Linked DNA regions of Danio rerio: region 1 is linked to region 2. Evidence: chromatin contacts called from public HiCAR-type data. All regions are on one chromosome and are shown on one strand. The core of a region is the stretch at or near the end of the contact, and the rest is flanking DNA. Distances in the headings are between cores, read along the strand shown.

Region 1 (7,022 bases), core at 2,793-5,292, 390 kb after region 2:
TCATGTGCTTTATTCAGTGTTAAATGCTAATAATGCGAGTTTGAATGCCAATTACATCAAATGCCAACACATGCATTCGGCATGTACATTGCACTATGCTGTGCTTCTGAATGGCTCTATTTCAATTTCTGCTGTGTTTCGTCTGTTGCAAACAGCCAAATTGCTCATCACTGCAAATTTCCTTAATCCCCTCACAGGGTTAAAATGTAAACATTAGATGAGCAAGTTACGTTCATAATATTTATATTATTTGCTAATTAATAACCACTTCTTGTGTAACTCTGAATCTGTGTCTCATTTTAAAGTCTGCTACTGTCCACCGGAGGTTGCATTTCGGTCACGGACACACACTCTTGACAGCCTTTCTGACTGAATAAAGGAAATGTGCTATTTTCCACAAAGGCAACCCAGGGTGGTGCTGATATATAAGTGGCGGGTTAAAGGAACCAAAACAAAGACATTTTCAAAGCAGAATATCTGACTTCAGCATTGTTTGTCAGATAAACAAAAATGATCACCTAGCATTTTTCTTAAATAACTGCAAACATATTTTGGTATTTTTATGCTTTAGAAATGTCAAAAACTTACATACAGCACCTTTGAGATACACTTCTTAAACACCTTTTTTTATCATCATCATCATTTTTCACAATCACTGCAAATGTTTGACTAGTTGTGTATGTACTATACAAAGAAAATGTTGCAGTGCCTAATATTTACAATAACTCATATTCATTAAACATTTTCTGGGATTTAAGACAAGTGTGAGTCAAGCCTAACTTCTGGCCAAGCTTTAATCACTCTTTTTCTGGCTTTATTTTGTGATAATAACTGTTTGACATTATCCCTCATTATATTAATTATGCTTTTAGGTCCCAGACACAGCCTAGCACTGCATATAACACAATTTCTAAATCCATCCCAGCTAAATTTTGCACATTCTTTTTCTTAAAGAGATAGTTCAAACTAAACTAAAACTGTATGTTGTCATTTCCTCATCTTTTAATTTGTCCAAACATGTTTGACTTTCTTTCTTCTGTTAACACAAAAGAAGATACTTTGAAAAATGTTGGAAATCTGTAACCAGTGACTTCCTTAGTGTTTTCTTTTTCTATTATGGAAGTCAAGTTTCCTCAAAAATCTTCTTGTGTATTAAACTAAAGAAAAAAAGGGTGAACAAGCAGTGAGTAAATTTTCATTTCTGGATTAAATATCCCTTAAAAACATGGGAAAACAGAAAAGAAAAAGACAGGCCTGTCCATGGGAAAGGACTCTGCAACTTTAAGTAAATCAGACATAAATTCACTCCAACAAACGTCACACACAGGCTGAGAGCTTTAAGCAATAAAACACAATGATAGCCAAAGAAAAATGTAAACGACCTCTCGCCATTTATCTAATTTATGCATTTCATAATTGCCCACAAAGACATACCAGTGATGTGAAAATGAAGGGCATTAACTTCAACACGCACATTTGGAGGAGAATAATATACAATCGTGTAATAGCTTGGCCTCCTTGACCATCTCCCAAAAGCACAGCTCATTTCTCCAGCTGGAGACAAGATGCCCCGTTCATCAGACCCACACCGTCTTCCTCATCTGTCACTCCTCCTAACACTTAAAACAATGTGCAAATGTTCCTGTAAGTGTGTAAATTTAAAGCTTTGAGCGATACAATTTACTGCAGTAATTTATCATCGAAATGCAAATACAAACAGCATAGTTGTTGTCATAATGAGCCCTGTTCATAGAGATCCTCAAACACAACCAATAAAGCTTTATTATTCATGTCAGGCCAAAAACCTGCCCTAGTAATGTATTTGAGATTGTCAAAAACCTATGTCTTGGCCTCTAGTGGATTTGTGAAAATTAAAACATGGTACAGGGCACATATTTCCAATGAGCCTGGCGGGGAAAGTTAATTTAGAAAGTTATTCATTACAATATTGAGTTACTCCCCAAAGAAGTAGCTAGTTGAGTTACTTAGTTACTTTTTATTGTAAGTAATGTGTTGCATTACTTTTGAGTTACTTTATCTGAGTTGGCTGAGGTTTGATCTCTTTCAGAACTTGCAAGGTTTTTTTTTCCTTCTTTTTTTAAACAGAGGATCTCTGCTAACTAAGACTATAACTTTAATTTGCTTATAAAAAAAGAAAACATAAAAAAAATTAATATAGAATATTATCTTCTGAGAACTTCCTGACCCCAGAGTTATACATGTACGAATAAATGAACGTTTAAAGCAATGCATTTGCTACTTTTGCACTTTTTGTCCTAAAAAGTAAACTATCCATTCAGATAATCCTCTTTTCCTTTTCTTCCATGTGTTCAAAATAATGAGAATATTTTCATTGCACAAATGTTGCTCTGCCATCTTCATTTCTGTCCTGCATTCTCTTATTGCGTGCAGGATTCAATGTGACTACAATCATTTTAATTCTGCAATTTATTTTTTGAAAGTGAACTAAACTAAAAAGTACTTGCATTAATTAAAAAAAAAAAGTAACTAAATTTTTTACTTTTTAGGTTCCTTAATTTCTAAAGTAATACTTTACTCGGTACTTAAAGTCATATTACAGTATGTAACTCACATTACTTGTAATGTGTAAGCCCCAACACCGGAGCCTGGGTTGCACATTTGGCTCTGTATTTCGCCATTGTTGCTTTAGCATTTTCAGTTCCACATGTTGTTGTCATATAACAAAACACCCAATAAATATATAAAAAATCAGTTTGAGTGTAATTTTTGTATTTATCGGCACCCTAAAATGGACCAATTTTCTATGGCTTCTCTCAAAATTAATGCTTAATTTTTTTGTTTGTTTTGCTGTGAAAATACAAAAGCTTACAATACAAAAAATGTATCTTTTTTATCTCAATAAACATTACACTCTCAATATACCGAAGGTACTAGCTTATTATCTGAAAACATGGAGTTTTAAAGGGATTGTTCAGTTAATTACAAATCTAACATTCTAATTTATTCACTCTTGTGTGACACAAAAAAAAAAGAATGTTTTCACAGACGATATTTAATTTTTTTTGTTTTTGTTTTATACCTTAAATTAAATAAATTACATCTTAAAAAAACTTTTCTTTCCAATAAATAATGTAAATAATCTCAATTTCTTAGTTGAGTGAATGTCAATGTAAACTTTGGAAATAATGTTTGTTGTAGTTTCCTGTTGCCACTAAACAAGTTTACCCAACTATAAGTACAATTACATGGTAATGACATAATAATACACATCCAAATGCTTTTAAAGGGATAGTTTTACTCAAAACTGAAAATCCTGTCATCATTTGCAGTGTGGGACACTTTCGTTTAATTAGTTACATTAGCTAGTCCTTTGAGTGACAGGATTATAAAAGTAAAGCTGGTCACATGATTCAGTGTTCTCAAGTAACACGCATTTTATTGTCAGCAATGGCGTTGTAATGGGAAAAGGTAACTCATTTGATTACTCGTTACTAAAAAAAGTATCACTGTTAGTAACGCCTTTATTTATAGTGCCATTATTGCCAACACTGCCATTTACTCATCGTTTAATTGTTCCAAAACAATTTTACTTTCTGTTAACACAAAAGAATTTATTTTGAAGAAATATAACCATTGACTCCCATAGTCAAAGGGGACAGGTTCCCTGCAATCTACAAAGTATCTGCTTTGGTGTTTAACAGAATAAAGAAGCTCAAACGTTTGAATCACTTGATGCAGGCTGACTCAAACTGATTTATTTTATTTTAGAGTAGCAAAACAACGACTAAAAAAATCCTTGTTTATGCTGTATTAGCTTAAGCATCAATAGAAAGCACTGCATTTCCCCCTGTCTTTGTCTAACCCTCCCCATGCCTCTTCAGTTTCGTTCTCTCTGGCGGTCTTCTCAGAAGCGAATGTCTGTGATAAAGCTAAAGGTGACATGATAAGCTGTGCAATCATCTAGGTCTGAGGTGCCGTAATCCCTGCCTAAGCCCTGTCATAAATCCATCTGTTATCTGTGTTACTCCTCTGCTCCCGACACCAAAACACAAAGCACCCGCGTGGAGAAGGCTCTTGTCAAGATGCATTTTGCCTACAGATCCCGCATGTGTGTCTGTATGTGTGTGTGTCAGAGCTGGCACTTTGATTTATTGTGGCACTCTGACCCATGCTCCTCTGGGCCTGCAGTTTGTTTGTGTTTGTTTTCTGTTGCACAGGAGGACAGTGTTGAGCAAATGTTAGCATGCGGCAAGTGTTTGCTTCAGCAATTCTACAGTAGCAGTAATGCATAAACAAAGTGTGTATGTGTGTGTTTGTGTATGGACAGGTGTCCTTCATTGGAATTCCCAGAGATTCATTATTATCTGTGATGTAAGGAATTGTAAAGTGATAGTTCACCTAAAATTATGCTATATCATTTACTCACCATTGAGCCTTTCCAAATCCTTTCACTACTGTATAAGTTTACTTAAAGAAATACTCCACTCCTTTTTTTGGGCTCCTTTTACAAGACACCTAGAGTTAAGCAGTTGATTTTTACCATTTCTGAATCCATTCAGCCAATATTTGGGTCTGGCGGGAAAACTTTTAGCTTGGCTTAGCATAAATCATTGAATTAGATTAGACCATTAGCATCTGAAAAATTTCATGAGTTTGAATGTTTTTCCTATTTAAAGTTCGACTGTCATCGTGTAGTTAAATTGTATACTAAGATCAAGGAAACATTTAAAGTTGCTATTTTCATTTTTGAGTGAGATGCTAATGGTCTAATCCGATTCAAGGACTTATGCTAAGCTAAAAGTGCTCCTGCTAGACCTCAATTTCTGCTTTTAAATGGTAAAACTCAAATAGTGTTCCTTTAAGTGATGCAAGTTGAAATGACTTAAATAGATTAAATGTAAAAATGTAAGATATCAAAAAAAAATGTTTACAGTGTACACTCGCATTGTGCTGATTATGAAATGTTCAGTACATGAAATGTATGCCTGTTCAAGCATGAACATTAAAAAATAAATAAATAAATAAAAAGTATACTGTGTTCGTGAAACCAAGAATGACAAATGGGACACCCCTTTGGTCTCATATAGTCAGCATGTTTCAGACCATTTGGGACAAACTCTACTAGTTCTGCTCTCCAGATTCACTCATACTTAAGTCTGGATCTCCTAGTCATTGCAAATGCGGTACTGCAAAGCACTCAGAAACTTTTATCCTGACACTTTTATAGAGTTCGAACTGCGCTGTCTCTGGCACTGGGCCCTCTTTGCAGGAAGTGGGGCCTTAAATGATCTTTTATTCTTTTTGGTGTCCTTTACATCATTCATAGCTGTCATCCTGCCAGCTTTATTGAACAAAATTTATCACAAACTACAAAAATCACCCCTAGAATGAGAAATATTTGATTACTTAAAAGTTGGAGCATGGCCCAAATATGAGAGAGAGAGAGAGAGAGAGAGAGAGAGAGAGAGAGAGAGTAGGATGTATATGTTGTGTTTCTGACATTAACGTTGTGTCAGCTGTGATATTCATCCTCAGATTTATGTTTGTGTGTCCACTCTGTCTGTCCTCTGTGACAAATTTCCTACTTAAGCAGACAGTTTTCTGGCCAAGGCCTTTGAGGTGATTTTAATGTTAAAAGCATTTTCATTTTTTCATGAGACGACAAAGTTGAACAAATGCCACCAGGAAATTACTAAAACAGTTTCATCTCAGCCGGGTAACAAATGAATTGCAAGTAGGAAGAGTATTATTATTTTTTTTTTTCATGAAAACAACAACATTCATTTTAGCTTTATCCTCATTCTTAACTAAAAGATGGACCACAAAAAAATAAAGAACAAAATCTCCATATCCTCTGGCGCCCCCTAAAGGGAAAGAATGACATTTCAAATGACTTTATTAAAGTGAATGTACAGTATCTGGACCTCAAGAGTCATAGGAAGAAGAAAAAACTTCCTTTAGATTGATCCTTTATGCTTTACGTATTGTAAATGGCTAGTTGTTCAACTATTAACCATTTGTCCATATGATCAATGGTTGATGCTATGGCAAAAATTATACTGTAACTGGTGAATTACTCATAAGTGAAAAAGATTCTCATGTTTTTGTTGTAGTGTCATTATTATTGATTTTAAATAATTATTTATCAATTACTAATATGTAAGAAATGATTATGATAACTTCAACTAATTTGTGTGGCCGGTCAAATATTTGAATACCAAAACAAACCTTCATTTTTCTTCGGCTTAGTCTGTATTTCAGAGGTCACCACAGTGGAATGAACAGTCAACAATTCTATATGTTTTACACAGCGCATGCCCTTCCAGTGGCAACCCAGTACTGGGAAACACCCATACACATTCATACACACACAACGGCCAATTTAGTTTTTTCAATTCACCTATTGATCTTATTCTGCGATGGGGAAGTGCGCTTGTTTTTGCAATTGTTTTAGAACTTCCGATTCAGCTGCCTATAAGAGAAATGACTAGGAAAAGTAAATTGCAGAAAACGGTCAAACTACTTGCTCTTCAAACAAGTGTTTTAATGATTATGCAGACAAAGCAAACTCATATAATAGGAAAAAATCAGTTTACAACATTAAGCCGAAGAAGGAGCTGTTTTTAACGTCTAAAAATGAATGGAAGTGAATGAGACTGGAAGTCTCCGTCCAAAAAGATTAAAATGGCTGTGCGGAGAATAAGGTAAACACCACATGTCTTTGGACTTTTGGGGAAACCGGAAGAAACCCATGTGAACACAGAAATGCTAACTGGCAGCCCAGCCAGGACTTAAACCAGCAACATTCTTCCTGTGAGCTGTGACAGTGCTAACCACTGAGCCATAGTGGAGACCCAAACCATTTAATTTTTGTGATAATTACTAAGCAGACTATAGGGGACTAATATAGTATTTCTACACTGTAAAATATAAATGAATAGATAGTTAATAATGAGAATAATAATAATAATAATAATAATAATAATAATAATAATAATCTCTCTCTCATTATATATATATATATATATATATATATATAT
Region 2 (7,249 bases), core at 3,432-5,931:
CATGTGCAGTATAAAAAAGAACATTCTACTGTTGAAAAGAAGTAATAAAGTTAAAATCTTAATGGTCATTGACAGATTTTACAATATATGATAGAAAGTTTATAAAAGCATTTTATAATGGTTAATGATTATTATGATGATTAATATGGGCTTCTTTACATTGGTCCAGGCTTCCTAATTCCCCGGGGCCCTAGGCGGCTGCTTACCTTGCTTATTGTTTAAGTTCGCCCCTGGCTGGAAGTTGGACAAAAATAATTGTTTGCATTGGCCAAAACAGTTGAAGTGCCACCGAAGCGATTGCCAAAAGAGGACTCTGTTTGGACGTACATCTTTTTTCAATGGGTTATTTTCATAATGTATGATGGAGCAGCAGTCAAAATAGGACAAATGAGCTCACATGGGACAAATTCTGGGCCTTTGTCATTGAAGGGTGGGTCTTCGAACCCTGAATATGAATGTTCAGATACCTTTGTGTTTAATATATTTATTTCCCCACCCCATTTGTCCTACTATCACAATGTTTAAATGGTAGTACTAGTTGAACGTACTGAATTCATGAGTTGTGAGAAAGACACAGCACAGAAGATTCTGATGCAGAACGCCCTCTAGTGATTGAAGCCAGAAATTAATGTTTTTACTATACTCGTGGGGATATTTGGTGCCCATAATGCAGAGAAAAAAACAGATGCACACACATTTCAATGTGTTCAATGTTTTATGGGTATTCATTGTGATACTAATAACCAAAGCTGTGCAATTAATCAAAATTCGGTTACGATTTTGGCTTCCATGATCATAAAAAAACAATAATCAGGATAAAACAGTTATATTGCATCACACACACCTCTAAATGTCTCTACATTAATACCTCTTCAAAGCCCGACTGCAGTAAAATCATGTAAATTGACCTTTGCACAATGGGACGTGACTATTATTTGTATTATTAAGTGTTTATTTCATATGGTTAAGTACTTTATTCATGTTTTTAAAAGCACAAAACAAAATTTGTGCTGCTCCATTTTTGCGCTCTAGGGATGTATGTCCCCACCAATGGCTAGAGCAAATCTACGCCCTTATCTAAGATGAACTCAAAGACCTTTTTTATCATATATTTTTTTATTTGCAATTTTCACAATATCAGCTATTTGTGTTGGGCCTGGTCCTCATTAAAATGAAAGTTTACTTTAGCTGGTTTTTAGTTTCATTTTTCTTTAAAATGCAACGACTATAGATAAAGTATTCCATACTCTTAGTTCTCTTCCCTCCTGTAAATTTATTGAAGCTGTGCATGCAATATTTGCTTGCAAAAGATCATTACAGCTTGGGACTGCATATTCACAGCCTCCTGTTTGTTGCTGAGATAAAGATGCTTTATGAGTGCAGCAGAATGTATTTTAGTTTTTAAGAACTCACTATATTGGGAGATTTGTGGCTTATTGTGCATGTCCTTTGCCTTTGAAGGCTAGCCTATTTTGAGCCTGAGTTATAACTTCTTTTTTTTTTTTGCAGACTGTGTATTTAAGAATGGACTTCTGCACTATGCAGATTTGTGCCAAATCAGATGCTTTGTTGAATGCAAATTGCAGCTGACAGCTCTTCATATTCATTTCATTGTCATTTTCCTTCGGCTTAGTCTCTTTATTCATCAGGGGTTGCAACAGCGATATGAACCACCAAATATTCCATATGTTTTACACAGCGGATGCCCTTCCAGCCACAACCCAGTACTGGGAAACACGCATACACACTCATTCACAAACACTCATCCACTATGGCGAATTTCGTTCACCCAATTCACCTAGAGCGCATGTATTTGGAATGTGGGAAAAACAGGTACACCCAGAGGAAACCCAAGCCAAGAAACTCTTCAAAAGGGTTATTTTGGGATGTTTACTTCTTTAACCTTTCTGTCATTTGATAATCACTTATATAAATTAGATTATGACATGTTTATAAAGTATATTAAATATGCAGATGTGTAAAAAAAAAGAGAGATAAGATTCCCAGTTTCTCTGAATTAACTTGATTAGGTATGGGTTTGAGAATTTTTTTTATTGTTTTATTACATTAATTATTGATTTAATAAAATTACAATTATGGAAACATTGCCATTTAGATAAACAACCATAGATCAGAATAGCAAATGTTTCTAAATAGCCCCTATTTCCCATTATAAAAGGTCAGATTTTGGTTTTGGAAGTCTCCAACAACATGCTGATACTCATGCAAGGTTTAAAAAAACACTTTCATTGTCTTATAATATGCATTTGTTTTTACCTAATTATCTTAACGACTCAACGAGTTTGTTCAGCAATTCATTTGTTTCCAAACTCCTCCTTAGCGTGAAGCTAATCTGCGCTGATTGGACTGATGACCCACTCTGTTGAGATTGATCGACTACCCCATAGCAAAATTTCTCTGGCCTAGATCTGGCCCACACCATCAGCAATTGCTTTTCCCACATGCCACAGTGAATTACGGTACATGACTGGACCAATTCTGGCTTCCATACAAGCGGCAAACACGTTACGATTGCAATGTTTTTTATAAACCCATAAAGCATTTCGCTTTATGGCTGTGTTTTTTCTTGAAGCGGCCTGATTGATAGAATTTTTTCTTTGCTCAAAAATAATATAAATGTATTTTAAAAGTGGGTCAAGCTAGGCCAAACTTATGTGGCCCACATATACATTTAAACATCTGGGCCAAATACTACATTTGAGATCTGGCCCAAGTTTTGAGGGTCGCCTGTAAGATGGTGCCACCTCAGCCAAACCTGGGCCATGTTTGGCCCATATGTTGCATGCCAGTGCCAGACGAATGCCTGCTGTGCCAGCTTTATGCCAAATCTGGGCCAGAATTCTTTGCTACCTGGGTAGGTTCATCGCTAGACCACCATGGCTATGAAGTAGCAGAGTATGAGCCCAGTGCAAGAATGCAATAAAAGAATGCAGTTAAACACCAGCACAGTATTACTCTACTCTTAAACTTAGCCTCGAGTAATAACAATGACACACATTCAGTCTTAATACACAGAGAAAGATTTTGAAAATTATCCACAGCTGATTTACAGAAAATTAACAGCTGATGGTGGCCATAGCAAGGATAAACAGCAGAGGATCGCATGTTTAGAAATGCATTTAAACTGCTGAAAGATGAAGCATGTGACGCATTTTTAATGTTTTGGACGCAATATCTGAATAGCCCCATGAAGGTTTAACCTGAGAGATAGATTACAAGTACTGGTACGTGATTATAACACACAATTTTACACTTTAAACACATATTTGGCAAACTATACAAAAAAAGGCAACCATTTTAATTACAATTCTATGTTATGATTTGGAGGTAGAAGAAACTGGCCCATTTGAACTGTAATAGTTATTGACAAAGTCGCTGCAGTCTGACAAAGCCCTATACATAAAAGTCTCTGCTGCTCCTTCCTTGAATAGCAAACAGATGCGGTGAATCCCACATCGCAGCGTACATTATTGTATCAAAAATGAGAAAAATGACAGGAACAAACACAGCACATGGTTGGCAATAATGTGGTATTGTTGTGAAAATGAACTTTTACCCTGAATTCTTTGTAGTCGAATCATCGTTTTCATGTCATGATCAGTCCCGTGATCCCTCTGTCATGACTGTGTATGTCCACCAGATGCCACTGTAGTTTGCCAGCAACCCCCAGCAGGACTACAGTGGCTTTAGAACTACATTTCCATACATTCTTTCGCACACACACCCGGTCTCTCATCTACACTGATTTACAACCACAGCTGTCTCCGTGTTCCTGTAAGTTTAGATTTTCTGATTCCTGAGCCCTGTCTCTGTTTTGTGTTTCTTGTTTTATTGTTTATTTGTACTTTGCACTTTGAACACCTTGTTTTTCTGTTTGATGCACATTGTAATTAAAACTGCACTTGGATCCGCAACTTTTTGTTCCTGTTTGATCTTGCTAACGTGACAGAAAGAATGTATGGAAATGTAGTTCTAAAGCCACTGTAGTCCTGCTGGGGGTTGCTGGCAAACTACAGTGGCATCTGGTGGACATACACAGTCATGACACCCTCACACTCTATTGTCTGAAGGGAAAGGCACGTTCATGTTTTACTAAACCGACACACACCTATTGACACATTCATTGGACTCAATTCATTTATTCAATTCTGAGTTGACTATTTCGTTAAAGAATCAATAGTTTTAAACACAGTGCACTTTCAGATTTAAACCACAGCTGGATGTTTTCATTCACTTAGTGCTGTTACATACTGCGTAGAAGGGCATTTTCAAAAACCCAGTATAAGGGCTCTATAAAATCAGGGTTATTTCTTCAAATGTTGACTTTTCTTTTCTGAAGTTACAGCATTGGTTTTTGTGGTTTTATTTAAGTGCTTGACAAAAAATTAAAATAAAAAAGTTTGTTTTGACAATTTAACATTGTGTACATACGGTATACATGATAATACACACATATAATAATACACACACACACACACACACACACACACACACACACACACACACACACACACACACACACACACACACACACACACACACATATATACTAGCATGTACGTTTCTTTTTATTTAATCAAACGCATAATCCAGTGACAATGTGAAATACCCAATTTTCTTGACTTAAATTCCCTTTTGACCACCAGATGTCGCCATTTGATCGTCAATTTAAAGTGCTCACAAACGGATGAACACATTTTTTCTCAACACATCATCGACTCTTTACTCTTTACCCTGGAAGAAAAGGATAAATATTTGTGTCTAAAGAATGATGGGGAAGGTCATTTGGGAGTACAGCAGGTTTACAATAGCAGAATCTAACTCATCTGCAACAAATGTTTTATGATTCCAGCGATTCAAGCTACATCATCCCAGATGCAAAAAAATCAAGTCTGGACAATGTCATTGTTTGGCATGTAACATTTGAGCTGACAGTCTGTGTTAGCAGTCATCTAAAAGAGTGTTTATGTGAAGACTATTTCTTCTCTTTAGTCGTCTTTTTTCCTTGTATCCCTCGTCTGATTCTCTCTTTTCACCCCCTCCCTTATTCTCCCTCTTTCTCTGTCCTCTGTAAATTGGGTCAGACTGGGTTCTCTCAGATCTAAGTGTCTTGGTAGGAAGCAGCCTTCTCCACCTCCCCTTTCTGCTGCAGCGAGTGTCATAACCACACACTCACTCAACTTCTCCACTCCCACCTCTCCGGCATTCTTAGTGTTCTGTAACGCATCTTCATCCAGACAGACACCACTGTTGATGAACTGCCTGCTGGGCACCTTTTGTGTCTTTTTAAGTGAAACATGACCTGCTTGTTAAGTGGTTAATGCATTTTAATGTTTAAAGATTTTTTTTTTCATGAGCACTTCTCGGGCACACAGCTGTTTTGATATGCACTCTAATAATATTTAAATAACATTTGATTTTTAAAATCTATTTACAAAAAAATGTATTTTAAAATACTACTTAATTTTTAACCTCAAATAAATCAAGTTACATGAATATCGAGGTTGTTTAGGCTACATTCATTCATTCATTTTATTTTCGGCTTAGTCCATTTATTCAATTGGGATCACCACAGCGGAATGAACCGCCAACTTATCCAGCATATGTTTTACGCACCGGATGCCCTTTCAGCTGCAACCCATCTCTGTGAAACACCCATACACACTCATTCAAACACATACACTATAGACAATTTCGCTTACCCAATATAGTGTGTGTCTTTGGACTGTGGGGGAAACCGGAACACCCAGAAGAAACCCATGCCAACACAAGGAGAACATGCAAACCCCACACAGAAATGCCAACTGACCCAGCCGAGGCTCAAACCAGCAATTTTCTTACTGTGAGGCGATCGCGCTACCCACTGTACCACCATGATGCACTGTTCAGGCTACAATTTGCTTGTAAATTTTTTGAATTCATAGTTTAAATTTAAAGTCTGCATGAACCGGAAGTTGCTGATACTTTTATTTCAGTGTAATGTCATAGATATTTACATTAGATGTCGTCTACGCTGTTGTTATCTATTGAAAGGAATGCGTCAATAGAGCCGCCATTTTAGTACAGGGTGGGCCTCCTTTGAAATGAATCTGGGACCACGGTGTAGTGGAGGACTAGCCATCCAGAGACATAGATATGTAAACATTCATGCATATATCTATAGCTATTTAGCCTTTCCCCTCAACCCTACATCTTCAAGCTAAGGCAATTGGGACACCCCTACCCCTTCGAGTGAACGCGCAAATCTAGTAAGGGGAATGACAAACGGGTAGAATTGGAATTGGGCCTTTAAATATTCAGGAGTTTTATGGCATTTAGTCCTGGTCTGTTTAGTCCAATGTAAACTTTTGATATCACATGTATCTTAGGATATGTAAACAGTTCAAGCAAATAAGAAGGAATTTTATTTATTCATCGTCAGATGCCCTTCCAGTCACAACCTGGTACTTGGAAATTCCCATACCCTTTCACATTCAAACATGCACTCATACACTATGGCTAATTTTGTTTACCCAATTCACCTATAGCGCATGTCTTTGGACTGTGGGGGAAACCGGAGCACCTGGAGGAAACCTACATGAACACTGGGAGAACATGCAAACTCCTGGCTGGCCCAGCCAGGACTCAAACCAATGACCTTCTTGCTGTGAGGCTAACCACTGAGTCAGCGTGCTGCCCTAGCATTTTATTCTTTGTAACTTATTATGCATTCTGCATTCACATACAATGTTAAATTGAGTACATTAGAAAATGAGAGCTAACATGCACCAACGTACACTAACATACATAAACAAAATACACTTGAAGGATCAGATTTTAGGGTGATCTGTAATCTATTGTACTTTTAAATGTTAACAAAACTTAAACTGGACTGGAAAATGGATTTAAAACTTTGATGACTCATCCTGCACTACAAGGTTTAGTGTCTAATCAAATCCTTATAATTTCTACTTAAGGAAATAAGGATGTGAATAACAGTATTAAGTATGTCCAGATTCTATTATGGGATCAGAAATCGGGCCCAATCATGCGGTCTCAGACTCGATCGTAATTGGACATTACCTCCCATTCAGGACTCGAATATATGTATACAGCATGACATCACATTGTTGCAGAGACGCTATTGGTTAAATGCTGGCAAAGTAGAACACGAAAGCAGCTTGAAGCGGAAAGCGCGAGCATGTCTGCGGTCTGGAGGTATCATAAAGTTGACAATGACAACATTGCC

The links. HiCAR-type assays count read pairs that join an accessible place to other places.
Region 1: a HiCAR-type map of caudal fin shows a contact between it and region 2, with 10 times the contacts expected there. The contact joins two enhancer-like sites. A contact is called at or near these places in 2 of 18 Hi-C or Micro-C datasets (caudal fin and an unstated tissue) and 1 of 4 datasets of contacts at active chromatin or transcription factors (caudal fin).

The regions. Positions count from the first base shown.
Region 1 is chr2:43,195,144-43,202,165 of GRCz12tu, forward strand. It overlaps a transcript of si:ch211-122l24.6 not described here. Among named protein-coding and RNA genes, the nearest start is that of ccl20l, 9.8 kb to the right of the region's middle. Within about 2 kb of position 4,043, at least 6 of the 62 cell types and tissues checked have an H3K27ac peak or open chromatin away from gene starts, as enhancers often do.
Region 2 is chr2:42,801,535-42,808,783 of GRCz12tu, forward strand. No RefSeq gene overlaps it. Among named protein-coding and RNA genes, the nearest start is that of slc25a36a, 18 kb to the left of the region's middle. Within about 2 kb of position 4,682, at least 3 of the 62 cell types and tissues checked have an H3K27ac peak or open chromatin away from gene starts, as enhancers often do.